2 separate regions of the Mus musculus genome follow, and region 2 is linked to region 1. A link is a contact called in public HiChIP or PLAC-seq data. All regions are on one chromosome and are shown on one strand. Each heading gives the region's core, a stretch centred on a gene start, on an enhancer-like site or on the middle of the called end of the contact. The rest is flanking DNA. Distances are from core to core; before and after follow the strand shown.

The links. HiChIP or PLAC-seq counts read pairs in DNA pulled down with a chosen protein or histone mark.
Region 2: a contact with region 1 is called in a FOXA1 HiChIP or PLAC-seq map of pancreatic cancer cells. The contact joins two enhancer-like sites. A contact is called at or near these places in 1 of 115 datasets of contacts at active chromatin or transcription factors (pancreatic cancer cells) and 1 of 9 other capture datasets (embryonic stem cells).

Annotation. Positions count from the first base shown.
Region 1 is chr13:28,541,908-28,546,144 of GRCm38.p6, forward strand. The region is part of intron 7 of 2610307P16Rik (RIKEN cDNA 2610307P16 gene); the gene reads right to left. Among named protein-coding and RNA genes, the nearest start is that of Gm40841, 120 kb to the left of the region's middle. Within about 2 kb of position 2,699, at least 77 of the 459 cell types and tissues checked have an H3K27ac peak or open chromatin away from gene starts, as enhancers often do. A contact at or near this core is called in pancreatic cancer cells, where this site is marked.
Region 2 is chr13:29,501,265-29,505,941 of GRCm38.p6, forward strand. All of the region lies in intron 11 of Cdkal1 (CDK5 regulatory subunit associated protein 1-like 1), which reads right to left. Among named protein-coding and RNA genes, the nearest start is that of Cdkal1, 350 kb to the right of the region's middle. Within about 2 kb of position 2,362, at least 102 of the 459 cell types and tissues checked have an H3K27ac peak or open chromatin away from gene starts, as enhancers often do. A contact at or near this core is called in pancreatic cancer cells, where this site is marked.

The DNA.
Region 1 (4,237 bases), core at 1,449-3,948:
CAAACCCCTGAATCGTTATGGCACATTTCACATTCATACCACTCCTTACGTATTTGGTCAAATGGTTGTTAACACAAATGATAATTCCCTTCAATGGAGAAAGGACCATTCTCAACAAATGATCTAAACTGGATATGAATATCCAAAAGAACCTTATACAACCTTTGTCTAATAGCATGGATGAAAATTAACTCAAAATGGATCACAAACTTAAACCTTTCAAGAAAAAGTCCAACCAAATCTTTATGATGTTGAACTTGGAAAGCATATTTTAGACATGACACCACAGGCACGAGTACTGGCAATAACAAATACAGACAAATTGCACTTCATGAAAGAAAATTTAAAACTTTCTTCATCAAAAGACAATTGTAACCATGTGGAATGGTAACCAAGGATAAAACAGAAACATTAACAAACAATGCATCTGATCAAGTATTAAAAGTTCAGATTATAGATTTATGACAGCTAAAATGCCACATGAGAGAACAACTTGAAAGAAAAAAGGATTTGCAATGATCCTTCTTTTATAAAACCACACAGGTAAGCACTCACACATATGCTTGTTGCTACTGCAGAGGACTCGGGTTCAGTTCTCAGCAGCCACACTGGGCTGCTCACATGTGTTTGTAATACCCACAGAAATAAAGCACCATCTTCTGGCCTCTGTGGGCTCCTGCACACTCACAGAAGGCACACATACACATATACATAATTCACACACACACATGCACACACGCACATAGAGTCAAAAGGGCTCATCATTCAACTTCTATAACTAATGTAGTTAATTTCAGAGACAAAGAGAAGAATGGTTGGCCTCGGGCCCTGGTGGTCAAGTGGGAATGGGAGTTAATGTTTAACAGTTTCTATCGTGAAAGAGATGCAGTTATGGGGAGGACAGGGACAATGCTTGGTTCCATGACAATGTTAAGTACTTAATGCCACTGAACATTTTAAAGAGCTTGCAGTGGCCAACGTTACGGGCCATATAAGTATAAGAGGAAGAGAAGAAAGAAAAGACTTCAAGGGAAGGAAGGGAGGTGGAAATACAGAGGAAAAAAAGAGGAAGGAGAAGGACGCCAGAAGGCAAAGTAGGACTAAGATGGTCGGGATCAGAATCCGTCCACGTTCTTCCACAACTTTGGAGAATGGGATGGAGAGCCACACCTGCTAGCATCAGGAGTGACAATTCGTCTTCTGAGAAGAGAAACCTTATTATGCATCATGAACCTACAATGAGATTCCTAAAACGGACCCAGTGGATATACAGAGACAAGAGAAAGTATATATGCACTCTACTTTTGAATATTTCTTCTCTCAGCCCACCATCCACCTACTAAGCTGCACATATCCCCACATAAGCAAAATCAGGAAAATGGCAATTATTTGGATGGTGAGAGTATTCCTTCAGGCAAATGCTGTTTCTGGAATAATCTAGCATAACAGGATTCATCCTGGATACAGAGCAGCACTACACTGACACTAAAGTTTATGATTACTGTCACAGCAATATTTTCCTACACACACTAATAAACCAAATTTAATAAAATAAAAGTAGTGTGCTCAAGGATATAGGGAAGTGATATTTGAAACCCAGGTCCGGCGTACTGCTGAAGCTAGAGGGTACTTTGTCAACAGAGGCTGACCAAAATGGAGGGGCATTAATCAATGAGAGGAAAGGGAAGTAAGTCAGCAGAGATGAACACACGCAGAGACCCCTGCTATGACTCTGCTGAGATACCCCATAAATCACACATGATACCTGAACCCCAGTGTGTGGCGACTGATGTCATGTCCTGTGAATGCCCTTTTTGATTCTCTTTAAAGTTGTCTTTAAAATCTAACCTTAGGAACAAAAAAATCAAGGACTGGGGATATGGTTGAGTAATTGAACATTTGCCTAGTATGTTCAATGCCCTGTGCTACCTAAACAAATAAGAATCAAAAGATTACGAATCAAAGCACAAAGAAGAAATTCTCACAGAGAAAGGCTCATGATCTGATTTTTTTATCATCTCTTTTTCTCTAAATCTATCAAATGAGTAACACAAGCAAAAACTAATAATCACCATCCCAGGAAAACTGGAAGCCTTCTTCAAACACAGTAACTTTCCTGAAAAAGAACATCCTACAGATGGCGTCTGCCTTCTAAAATATTATAGATGACACAAAGAAAAACCAGGCTCTGAGACGGATCATCAGATCGTTTGGTTCTTAATAGACAGCTGTGGCTAATGTGCGCCTCAGCCCACATTGCAATCCTGACGCACACACCCTGGCGCTGAGGTTATCAGGCAACTCAGTGAAATGGGACAGAAAACCCCCCAAGGAGCCAAAGCTCCGGAATCTGCTAGACTCATTTCCACGCTCACCCGGGAACCCAGAAAATCACTTTCAGATGCAACCCAGGACAGAGGCTGCCTGCAAGGAGAAGCTTCGATGTACACAGTCTTCCCCAGCAAACCCCCCCGCCCCTCCCCCCCCCCCCCCCCCCGTTTTGCCCTTCACAGCTACCAGTCTTTTTTTTTTTTTTTTTTCTGGAATTCACAAACTTCTTCACAGCAAAGCTTTCTTGCAAGGCTGCTGACTGCCCATCTCTTTCTATCCATTCAGTGCCTGGAAAACACAAGAAGGGGAGACAAAGGGCAAATGCCAGTCTGTGACCTCTGTCTGGATTTAGCGGAGCGTGATGTGTGAATCAGGTGTGTGGAATGGAGGTTTCCATGGCAACGAGACTGCCAGCCAGGCAAGGCTTCACATACTCTTTCTACCATGGTAATAAAAACAATGAGGCCACCTGAGGGACCTCAGCAAAGAGTGAGGCAGCCAAGTTCAGGGTTATCGAGTGACTGGGCGGACCTGGGTCTGCATGAGGTCTACCCACACCCTTAGCACTGGATTCTTTCCCATCAGTGCCTACTGAAGTCCACTCACCACCTTTTGCTGGAAGATGGCATGATCTCTCAGAGGAGTTTCTTGAAAGTGTTATGTAGAAAGGGCTAGGGGAAAGTGTGTAAGCAAAGATTCAGCTATGCCCGTCCACACATTGAGCTATTTTGACCCACTTTGATACTAGGTGCCTACTTGACAGAAGTATTTCCGCTTTCTGGAAGCTTCTTTGCCTTACCTTTGAGTGTGTGTTTGATTTGTACTCTCAGGCCACTAGGAAAGGATCCTGAGCTACATTTTGTGTTTCAGGAATTTAAAATTTTATACTAAATTTTGGTTGTGTAAACACTAGAATTATTCAAAACTTAAAGAAAAAAAAGCAGCTTGTTTTTAAGGCCCAAGAGTTGGATTAGCAGAAGGGAAAAGGGCATACAATTTTAATGAAATCAAAGCTTGCCTTGATTTGTGGGGATGCCCAGTCTATGTGGGGCCCAGGCTCTGAGATGGTTAACAGGTCAGCAGCAGGCGGGATCTGAAGGAAACTGGAAGACAGCAAATTACACTTCCTCTCCCCCCACTGTTTTTAGCTCTGCTCTTGAAGGGTTTCAATTCCTTCACAGCATCACTCCACAGGCTGAATAAAAGTTCCTCCTGCTACTTGGGTTACAGGTCCTGCTTCAGCAGACTGTGACAGGCCCTGCTGTGATCAGCCTGTCCTTTCCAATGCACCAATGGAATGTGTCTCACCACACCTGACTGGCACCCGGAGGCCACCCTCTGCCTTTCAGACAGCTCCTCGTGGTGCCCTAGGATATGCCCACCCCAGAGTCTGATTTACTGCACCAGCTACTCCTCTGTAGCTTCAGCCACTGCAGTTCACAGTGGCACTGCACATCCAGGCAAATTCAATGAATTTTGGTTGCTACAGAACCCCTTATCAGCATGAGATAAGCACAAATATTCCAGGTGATAGTGAACCATGCACAATATTGCACCCTGTGCAGTCATGCTTTTCCTATATGTGCTTGCCCACTGTGTGCACACACCATGCTCCTCCTAAATGTATATACCCACTGTGTGCACACACCATCCTGCTCCTATATGTATACACCCACTGTGTGCAAACATCATTCTGTTCCTATTTAGACATACCCACTCTATGCACATACCATTCTTTTCCTGTATGTACACTTCTACTCTGTGCACACATCATGCTATTCCTATCTGTACACACCCCTCTGTATACACACTATGATTTTCCTATCTGTACACACCCATTCGGTATATACACTATGCTTTTCCTATAAGTACACACACTCTGTGCACACACCAAGCTGTTCCTATA
Region 2 (4,677 bases), core at 1,112-3,611, 960 kb after region 1:
CACAAAACTAGCCAGCACACCATCTCTCTAATTTAGATAGTGATTAGTACTTCAAGAAAAAAAGCTCAGGACATCAGCTGGATGATGGGAACAGTACAAGCAGAACAGCAGCGCCCACTAGAGGTCCTGTCACCTCCATTTGGGTTCTGAGAGCTCTCATTTCTGTTGTTAATGTACATATGGAGGACAACCCCTAACCAGCTGTGACACGATGAAATGGATCCCCATCCCCTGACATCACAGGTTGTGCCTTGCCCACAACTGGAATATATGTGATAAAAAAAGCCCTGAAGGGCAAACCTGAATTCAACAGGGCTGCTGCCCTCAGAGTGAGGCAGGTCAGCAAGCTCTCCCTCTTAGTCTCATACACGAGAAGATGTGGAAAGAAGGCAGCCATCTGCAAGTCAGGGCAAGAGCCCTCACCAGAGACAGAATCTACTGACACCTTGGTCATCTACTTTCAGCCACTGGAACTTTAAGAAAACAAATTTTTGTGGTTCAAGCTACTCAGTGTGTGGTACTTTGTTATGACAACGGAAGCCGACTAATAAATGCCTGTTGAATGCTGGGAAGATCAAAAGAGATAATCCCGACTCAGTTCTAAGACCTGGCCTGGCACAGAATGCACCCTGAAATGGTATGGATTATTACTGCCGAGGCTGAAGAGGGTGAGTAAGAGCTAGAAAAGATGACCAACAGGGAGGTTGTTTCAATAGTCTAGAAAGAGACTTCATTTACACATCCCCAGGCTCATTCAGCAGGCTGACTGTACTCTGTCCATTGACTCTAAGCATCTCAGCTTCCTTCAGCTTCCTAGCTCCTGCTCTGGCCTGCTGCATCCCTAGACCTAGCCTTATTTCTCCCTCTCCATTTCTGCCTCGTACCTCGTGTGTACGGAGCAGGTTCTACATCAGGCGTGTAGGCCAAAGCCCTCACCAGCTCCACACAGGTCCTCCCTTATAGATGCTACTTTCACGAACAAGGACACAAGAGTTTTCAGATCAGTCATTATCACACCTCTCCCCTGTGCCCATCAAGAGCTTCTTGAGTGTGCCCCAGGCCACACTTGGGGTGTGAAGGATGATGAGAGGCTAATGTCTAAGTGGCACCTGTGGGCAGCGGGTGGATGAAGTGGCCCTTTGTGGCAAGTCCCAGCCTATGGCTGAGGTGTTGCTTTGGTTCTTGCAGAATTATCCATAAACTGCATAGAAAAGCTTCAGCGTGGCTAATGTGAACATGGAGGAATACCATCAAAAGGAAAGACTTGGGAACCAGAAAGACAGCTCTAGGGGCATCAAAGTGTTCAACTTCTTCAGCCAGTTTCAGCCATAGAGCAAATGCTGATGGCACAGGGGCCATTGGAGGACAGCTGGACCACTAAGTAAGTACCCTACTAAGTAAGCAGCCAGGCTGCATGGAAGCTGGAAGGCCAGAGGGTGAGGGGGTCAGGAAAAGGATGAGCAGGAAAGGAGGGGAGAGAGCTGAGGCATGCCAAGAAGGTTCTGAGCACCACCAGTATTAGTAGCTATCGTAAATGGACAACATAATTCATGAGGTCATGTCCAATCACAGATAAAGATACCCAAACAACCCCGAGTGTCTGGAAAGGAAACAATTTTCTCTGATAACATCTTCCTTAAGACTGCGTATGTGTCTGGTTTTATACACCGGCTGTCTCAGTTTTTCTCCACAATGAATTCCTGGAAAATGCATCATGAAAGTCTGCCTTTCCTCACAGGAATAATAAAAACATGGACTGCTGCTCTCCTGTCTGTGACTCAGCATGGAACAAACTGTGATAAGACCACAACTATACCATAAAAGCAAAGATATAACAATAACCCACACAATCCTGGGAAACTCAAACAACAGCCTCCAAGTCATTAAAGGGAGCATTGTAGAATGCAGGGGACCTCTGAGTTTGCTCAAGTCCTGCCACTCAAAAGGTGAGGCTAACACTGAACCAAGAGAAATCAGTTTATTTCAAATCTAACAGTTAGGCTTCTTTCTGACATTTAACTGGAAAGCTGTCAACCTACTTCAAAAGAATTGCCCCACGTGGGCTAAAATTGATGTAAGTATGCAGAGATGTACAGTGAACCCACAAAACAGTAAGATACAAATGTGCCCGATTGTTTTATATCATCCAACATTTATATATTAGCTATAATAATAGCATACATATACTTCTATTTAATTGTACACTGTAACCTGTGGCTATGGCCTCCACCGCAAAAGCAAGGAAAAGAGAAAAAAAAAAAAAAGAAGAAAAGAAAACAAAAAAAGAACTCACGCAGAACCCTTAGGAGCTGCTAGCAAGTTGGAAAGAATCCAAGTGTTTCCTCAGGAGGAATGACTAAGCAAAGGAGTGAGCTGATACTATGTTATATAACTTCTAAGCAGTGATTGCTGTATGAAAAAGCCCCACTGAGACCCAAGGAAGCATTCTAAAGAGGAGAGGTCACTTTTGGTGACACAGTCTCCCTTTAGTCATTCATGCTCTCATAATTAACACCTTTCCCACACTCACAACTAAGCAACTACCTACCTAACTGAATACTGACGAGATAATCCTGAGCTCAGGACTTTCTGGAAACTGCCTCAATGCCTAAATGAGTCTGTCAGAGCTGCACAGTCTAATGCCAGCCCTCAGGCTGCTTTAGAGTCCATTCTAGACAAGAAAATTGCTTCAAATGTTTGGATGTTCAGTTGACTTGTTTCCAAAGTTATTCTACATCACATAACTGTGAAGTCTACACTAGCAATACGAATATAGGAAAATGTATTTATTTTCTTGATGAAAATATAACTGCCAAACTTGTTATTCTATTATCTTTGCCACCATTACTTAGCAATCAGTAAGAAAGAGGTCACATGTCAATATTCCCAAACCTTTCTTCCCTACACAAACATCTCACCATGTGACTGAGAAGTGATGAGCCCAGAGTGGACGTGCTCCCATTTATGCCACACAGAAGCTGAGCAGGTGTGGTCCATGGTGTATCAAACACCGAGTGCCACCCTGTTTATGGTGTCTAGTCTGTCTTAAAACCTACAGGGCACCGTACCATAAATGAAAACCCAACTGCAAAGTAAAACCCAAATCAGGAATATTTTTGGGCAAATACTATTTGGAGGACAGAATTTTTGCTACTGGAGAATAGAGGTATGTACAAATAAGGAGCCAATTAGTCAGAAGATTTAGAGACTAAAGTTTATGAGATGAGAAGGGTTGACTGACAAAGAGAATCATTTGATTTATGTGCGTCAAGACTTGGGCATTCTGGTTTTTGAACATACATTCATTTACAGAGAAAGCACAAAGGCTGTTCCTATCAAAACACTGCTGCTCAGTTCTCCCGAGACTCATGGGAGAAGGTAAATTAATAATCCCACTGGAAGGACTTGGTCCTTCCCAGAAAGGACATCTTTTTGTCTGTTCATCAGACAAAAACTGAGCAAATGTACTTTACAAGGACTTTATATCACCTGAGAGGAAAGCACGGACAACAGTTCCAGAAACCTAACACGTTTCCATCAGTGTGTGTATGTACAATTGATAAAATTTGCTATTACTAACGTTCAAAGGCCAATGGCAGAAACAAATTAAATCATAATTTATCTCCAGACTCTAAAAAGAAAACTTCCTTAAAGCAAACTGCTGTTTTCCCTGTATTCATCCCCATGCTTTCAGCCTTAGATCACTCTTCCAGTCAGTATTTACACTGAATGATCTAATCAGAATGTAACCAAAGATGATTAATGCTGATGTGATGTAAACCTGCCTTTCCTTAGCCTGAACCATACTAGACAAAGAGTTCCCTAAGGAAACTATCAGGAGCTAAACATATAGACATGGGCCATGAAACCAATCAATCAAATATTTCTTACCAAATCAAGTATTACATCACCCAAACAAGCTAGAAATGAATAAGTCTGACAGCAAGCCACAGCCCATCAGCAGTCCCGGCAGGGATGAGGCCAGATGACCAGCATGGGCCTGAGGGCTCTGCAGAGGCTGAACTCTGCCCCAGCAAGTCACGAAGGGCCCTGGAGTCAGGTAGCAATGTGTTTAGTGAGACAGGGGGTGAGCTGGATAGGGGCCATGCCTTCCCGTCCCATGCCCAGAATGGCAGAGGTTACTGGCAATGGGTCACAGCTCAGCCAGCTGACCCAAACTGGTATCAGGCCTGAGTATGCCTCAAACTCCTTTGACAACTTAAATCAACAGTGTGGGAACAGTCACCCGCAGCTCAGCCAGGTTCCTGCCACAATCTATTGTTTGGAATGAACTGAAACTGATTACATCTCTTAGGGCTCTGGACAATAGCCAAGTCATGAGTGTCCTGAATATTAATTCACCCCTAGCAAATTATGCTCAAGATTCACTCTGGAAGTGGCCATGAACCTCTAGAACATTGTTTTATTTTTGTTTATTTCTATACTAACAGGAGGGCCAGATAATGGTAGACACAATCTGAAGATTCGTATTCCCAGAGTGCCACCAGAGAGAAGGCACTGTTCCCTGAGTCACCATCACTCCATAGCTTAGTAGCTTTCCTACAACCTACTGAGTCCATTCCAGAACATTCATCTGCTCAGAGACCACAGGGGCAGAGATTTCTGAAAAAATGTATCGTTATAGATACATATATCGAGTTCTCTCTCTCTCTCTCT